Regions from separate parts of the Sus scrofa genome. Here region 2 is linked to region 1. A link is a contact called in public Hi-C data. All regions are on one chromosome and are shown on one strand. Each heading gives the region's core, a stretch centred on a gene start, on an enhancer-like site or on the middle of the called end of the contact. The rest is flanking DNA. Distances are from core to core; before and after follow the strand shown.

The links. A called contact is a pair of places that touch in the nucleus more often than the background predicts.
Region 2: a Hi-C map of liver shows a contact between it and region 1, with 3 times the contacts expected there. The contact joins the promoter of DNAJC2 here to the promoter of PMPCB in region 1. A contact is called at or near these places in 1 of 5 promoter capture datasets (liver), 9 of 47 Hi-C or Micro-C datasets (brain, embryonic fibroblasts, epiblast stem cells and 5 more) and 1 of 2 datasets of contacts at active chromatin or transcription factors (alveolar macrophages).

Annotation. Positions count from the first base shown.
Region 1 is chr9:103,314,457-103,317,695 of Sscrofa11.1, forward strand. PMPCB (mitochondrial-processing peptidase subunit beta) reads left to right here and starts at 1,705. Exons shown (of 13, transcript XM_003130241.4): 1 at 1,705-1,862; 2 at 2,846-2,986. The coding sequence starts at 1,764.
Region 2 is chr9:103,360,829-103,364,067 of Sscrofa11.1, forward strand. DNAJC2 (dnaJ homolog subfamily C member 2) reads right to left here and starts at 1,771. Exons shown (of 17, transcript XM_005667716.3): 1 at 1,634-1,771. PSMC2 (proteasome 26S subunit, ATPase 2) reads left to right here and starts at 1,856. Exons shown (of 12, transcript NM_001245008.1): 1 at 1,856-1,990. The coding sequence starts at 1,921.

The DNA of each region.
Region 1 (3,239 bases), core at 455-2,954:
GGGTCATATTCCTTAATTCTCATCCCAGCTTGATCTTCCCAAAGCGAGGAGGGATTTTTGTCCTTATTTAGTTTTATTAGAAGCGTCATGGCGTTGGTGTATGATGGGTACCTGTTATCTGCATAACTAATTTTTATTATAATTTTATTATAGTTAGGGCATAATGAGCAACAGGTTACATCCAGCATTGGAGATTCATGCTCTTTGTCTGCCTCTAGGGCACTTATCACCCCAAAAGGTGTGGCTTCCTATTAGTCTGGAGGTTCCAGCTTTTCTCTATCCACACATGGGCCCTGCTATTTGCATGAGGTGTGGTTTCCTGCCATTTGGCCCCACGCACCCCTTCTCTGCTTGTGTCTAACTGTTTGCCTGCTGTCACTTTATCCTGACCCAGGGAAGTTACTGTGGGGTTCTTTATAATGGGACTGTCATGCTAAAAGGTGCATTCTTAAAAGATGCCTTGGATAAAAAACTATGACAGTAGGGCTAGAGCAGATTCAAGAGGTAGGATGTTCAGAGTGGAAAAAAGGGAGCTGAGGATGAAATCCAGGTTTCTGGCTTGGAGGTCTGGTGAATGGAAGTATCATTGGCTGTTTTGCATTGCATATACAGGAAGCAACTTAGGGGCAAGACAGTGAAATGCATTTTGGACACGTTGATATTGAGGCACCAATGGGATACTTCAGTGTAACTGTCTAGTCACTGAATGGTTAAATGTGCCTGGAGCTCAAGAGAAAGGTCTGACTGTGTAAACAGGGTAAGTCTTCAGGTCAAAGTGGAAACCCTCAGGGAGAGTGTGCAATAGGAGAAGAGGCCCAGACCCAGGGAAATACCAACTTTCAGGGTAAAAGGGCATGGACTTTAAGAGCAAAGCTTTGGAGCCACACAGCCTGTAATTAGCATCTTGACCCCGGGCAAGTTATTTTACCCCAGTTTCTACCTCTGTAAAAAGAGTATGAGAAGAGCACAATTAGAAGTTCCCTGGTGGCTCAGTGAGTTAAGGATCCCTTGTTGTCGCTGCTGTGGGGCAGGTTTGATTCCTGGTGAGGGAACTTTTGCACACCTGGGCAAGGCCCCCCAAAGAAGAATAGCACACTTAGAACAGTGCTTGCTATTTTTAGTTTCATTAAGAGCTTTGTGAATAAACAGCTGCCCAAGAAGGTGAAGAAGGGACTAGGAGAAGGAGGAAGAGCTCTAAGATCAACGTGGAAGAAAAATTCATACAGATTTATGTCAAATTAAGCCAGTAAGACTATATGATAAGGTTACAGGTCTATGAAGTGTTCATTTTTCAGCAATTAGCGGCTTCAGCAAGAGCAATTTCTGTAGCATGGAACGAGTCAGACTGTCGAGTGTTGAGGAGTGACTAGGCGTCAACACTAATACCTCCTTCCCCTCACCACGTGTCTCCTGTAGGAGATGCTTCCTCCATGGACAGTGAGTTATGGATCATATTCCACTTCTTCTGATTAATTTCATCCACTGATGGCATGATACGTTGCACCACGTTACCTTTATCTCTTCTACATTTGTACCTTGAACGTCTTAGGTGATCAAAGTAACTGCTGATACAGGGGTTTCTGCAGCTTCCCAAATTGCTGTTATTTAGGGAAACCGCTCAGCACCACATCCAGGTCTATTTCTTCCACAACCGCTTAGAGGAGTGCCATTCCCATCCCGGCCACTAGGTGGGTCCCCTCCTCACGTCTGGGACCTCCGGTCACGACCCCGGAAACACATCCCTCACACTGTCCAGAGCGGAGATGGCGGCGGCGGCGGCCCGAGCGGTGTTTTTGCCCGCGGTGCGGAAGCGGCTCTGGGGTTTCTCCAAGAGGCTCTTGGTCGGAGGCCCTGCAAGGCAGGTGAGCTTCCCTTCACTTGTCTGGATGCCGCCCGGGACCAGGCCAGGGCCTCTCCCGCTGGACTCCGCTCGGCGACCCTGAGCCGTAGGCTGTCGGCCCGGCCGCGCGAGTTGCCACCCCCGCCCCCAACAGTGGGTGTGGCTTCCTCCGCTGGGATACGGGGGTCATCAGGTGGCCGGGGAGGCTTGTCACCCGCCGGGGCTGAGCTGGCTTTGGTCACCCGCAGTGCGTGACCTGCCAGTGACATGAGACATGACTTTGGTTGCCGGCCCCTTCCCCAGTTACTCAAAAGTTCTTGTAAAGAGTACGTGTTGGTTACTGCAATCTCAGTGGTTGCAAATTGGGGGAAATCAAAAAGTGAGGACACCCTCTCTCACACACACACTCCCACTCCCCAGATATCTGTTTTTGCCTAAAACTCAGTGTCTTTATCCTCACCTCTGCTTCCTGCGAACCCCAGGGTAGCTAAAGGAAAAGTTTGTATGTTTCTCCTCAGAGACTGGCTTTCTCTAGACTTTGTGGGACTTTTAACTTATGTATAAAGGAAAAGAAAGACTGCGGACAGGCGTGTAGTCCATAGTCAGCAAATCAATCAGCCAGTGTCTTGAGCCTTTCTTCCTATCTTCTCTTTTTCTGCCTTTTTCAAGACTTAGTTTTTTTTGAACAGTGGGAACCTTACACCAATGTTATGTAGGTATTTTTATATTTTTCTCTCCCTTTCTTGCCCCTTGGCTTGTTCCTTCTATAGTGAATATTCAACATTTCTTGGAGAAGTATTCAAAGCAGTTTTCTCTCTGGATAACGATGGTCGCTTGAGGAATGTTCCTAGACTAGGCCAGAGGTGTGGGTGGATCCCAGTGGAATAAAAGTTGAGGGGGAAAGAGTACTTTATAGAGAGGGTCTTTGTGAGATAGATTTGGTTTTCTGATCAACTTTCATGTTACAATAGTGATGTTTTACTTCGTCCCTCCATCCCCAACCAGTCATTATATTTTGGAGGAAACAGATTGAGAAGTACACAGGCTGCTACACAAGTTTTTCTGAATGTTCCTGAAACGAGAGTAACCTGTTTGGAGAACGGACTCAGAGTGGCCTCTGAAGACTCTGGGCTCTCAACATGCACAGTAAGTGTTTCGGCATCAGTTTGACCTCTCATTAGGAGAGAGCAAATTACTGACTTTAATTTAAGCTTTTCAGTTAGTTGGCAGGTGGTTGAAAATAGGGGCAGTTATTTTGCCTTGACAAAAGTGATTCTCACTTGTGAATCTCTTCTGTACTACTTCTATACCAGGTACTTGTGTACTTTAAGCGTCTACACATCTGGTTCTTGAAGCCTGTCATTGTCATGTAGTGTTGATAATAATGAGAGAAGTATAT
Region 2 (3,239 bases), core at 521-3,020, 46 kb after region 1:
GAAGCATATGGAAATTCCCAGGACAGGGATCGAATCTGTGCCTCCGCAGCAACTGGAACTAGTGCAGTTGGATCCTTAACCCACTGCACCACAGCAGGAACACCTCATCTCAACTATTTTAACTGTGCGGTTTACCAGTGTTAAGTATATTCACTTTGTTGCGCAACCAACCTCCAGAATTCTTTTCATCTTGCAAAACTAAAACTTTTTTTTTCCTTTCCCCCCTTTTCTGACCACCGCAGGCAATATGGAATTCCCGGATCAGATCAGAACCTCAGTTGCCACCTACACCACAGCTGCAGGAATGCTGGATCCTTAGCCCACTGTCCTAGGCAGAGGCTCAAACCTGCATCCTAGTGACTGCATCCCAGAGTGCCAGGGACACTGCCAATCCCATTGCACTACAGCGGGACCTCCCAAACTGAAACTCTTACACCCATAAAGCAACACTTCAACATTTCCACCTCCCTTCTAGCAACCGTCATTCTACTTTAAATTTCTGTGAATTTGACTACTATAGGTACCTCATATAAGTGAAATCACACACCAGTGATCTTTTTGTGACTTATTTACTCAGGATCATGTCTTAACAATTATAATATGTCAGAATTTCTTTCCTTTTTAGGGTTGGGAATAACAGTCCATTGTGTGCACATTTTATTTTTCCATTCATCTGTTGCCTGGGTTGCTTCCACATTTAGACTGTTGTGAATAATGTTGCTGTGAGCATGGAAGAACAAATACCTCTTTGAGACCCTGCTTTCAATTATTTTGTGTATATACCTAGAACTAGAAGTGCTGGTTCATTTGATAATTCTATTTTTAACTTTTTGAGGTATTGCAATACTGTATTCCATAGTGGTTACGCCTTTTTATATTCCCACCAGCAGTACACAAGGTTTCCATTTTCTCCACATCCTCCCAACACTTTTTTCTTCGGGTAGTCGCCACTCTAATGGGTAAAAAGTGGTATCTCACGGTTTTGATTTGCAACCCCCCAGGGTCTAGTGATGTTGAGCATCTTTTCATGTGCTTATTAAGCACTTGTATAACTTCTTTGAAGAGATGTCCATTCAAGTACACTGTTTGTTGAAAAAAGACCAATTGTTTGTTTTCTTGTTATTGAGTTTTACTTATTTATGTATTCTGGATATTAACCTATTGCCAGATATATGAGTTATAAATATTTTCTCCCATCCTGTGGGTTGCATTTTTACTCTACGGACTGTGTACAGAAGGGTCAGGCTTTTCATTATTATTACTGTTTTCATTTCTAAATTCTACAATTGTTTCCTAACTGCTCTCTTCCATTCCTCATCTTCCAAATTAATTTCTTTCAAAACCTGCTCTTTACCCTGACCATCGTTATCACTGTATGGCAGCAGGCTCAAAAATTGAAACCACCTACTTTCTCATCCCTTGTTAACATCAAATTAATGAACAACTCCTATTTACCTTCACTCTATTTGTAAATCTAGCCCGTACTCATCGCGTAACTAATTATGCTACGTACTTCACACTGTTATTTTATGCACCCACAATGCTGTGAGTTCACGGGGAAATTAACACCAAAATTCAAGAAATTACCCAAGAGTACAGAGTAAATGATTAAAGCAGGATTTAAACTCAGCACCTGAGCCTGAGTTGGTCTTGAAATCTGTTGCTCGGGGAACTGCCCATGGTGCGGGACCAGGTTAGACCTTAGACCAACGCTTCCTTCCAACAGGAAATCCCACGTACTGTCATTAACTGCGATCTGAAGCCAGCGCGGGTCCAGAGCGCTCTTCCGCCTGGCGCGGCTGTAAAAGGGCCCGCAGATCCAGCTTTACTTCCGGTGGGGAAGGGAGAGGGAGGGCACCACCGGAAACGAGGAAGGTGCTGTGTAATCACACGGGTCCCGAGGCACTTGGAGCTCCTAAAATGCCGGACTACCTCGGTGCCGATCAGCGGAAAACCAAAGAAGATGAGAAGGACGATAAGCCCATCCGAGGTCAGTTTACGCCGGCTGGAGCTCCGGGCCGGGGCGGGACCAGTCTTGGTCCCCGGGGTGAGGGGTGGGGTGTGGGGGCTGGATTCCTGCTCCGGGCTTGGCGCTCCGTCGCTTTTGTGGGGCTAGTGATCTAGTTTGGGGGCGGCGGCCGGGTTGACCTCCCTGTTTTCTCCGTTCCCCTCTTCCAGCTCTAAGTTCCATACTCATCTCCAGCTGGTCGAAGTTCTTATATTTAGCTCTCAGGCTTTAAGTCATGTACCCCTCTTGGCCTTGCAGGCCTCGAAATGTTCTCCTGGCGGCGCTTGGTCAACCCCGCTGGATCCTCTTTACTGTCTTACCTCCCCCTCAGGTGACAGTTTGCTGCTATCACTGTGTTGCCAGGATCCTGAGACATTGTTTTCTTTTTTAAAAAACATTTCTTTGACATGAATTCACATGGTTCAAAACCCTAAGGACAGGAAAGGACAGATTGAAAAGTGTCTCATCCTTGACCCTAGCTACCTCTTACACACGAAGGCAACTGATGTTGCCATTTTGCTTTATTTTTCTAGACATTGGCTATGTATATACAAGCAAGTTTGCCTATATATTCCTTTTATATTTTTCTACATAAGTGTTACATGATTTACCTGTGCCTTTTAAGACCGTCTTAGTATGCTTTAGGGATAAGTTCATATCATTTAGAGTCCGTGTTGTCTGTATGGTATTCCCAGTTATTAGGTGTTCAGCAGCGCTGATGGACGTTTCGTTTGCTTCCAAACTATTGGCCAGTATAGAGCAATGAGTAACCTTGTTCATATAACCTTGACCACACGCACAAACACAAGCTGTAGGGTAAATTTTAGAAATGAAGTGGTAATCTTTACAGGTAGTCCTGGATTACTCTCCTTAGAGACTATGCACTTGACCCTTGACCCGCAGCACTTCTGTACTTGATTTCTTCACAGTAGCCCTTCTTATAGAATCCTCTTTATGCCATTTTCTTTTGTCCCTTATAGGCTCTTTTTAAATGTTTTTATGGTGGTTTTTGGTTGTCTTGTCTCTCACTCTTTCCTCCCTAAATACTTTCAACCTCTTCTAGCACCCTTTCTTAGTTTCCACCCACCCATCAGAGAGAGCACTTCCTCTCCTTTCATCTTACTCTTTCCCACTGAGAGAGGTACTCATTCACCTAGTGAAAAACAGAGATTTAACATTTCATCTGTGTATTTCTCTGGGTGAGTTATCATTCTGTAATTAAGAGATTTAT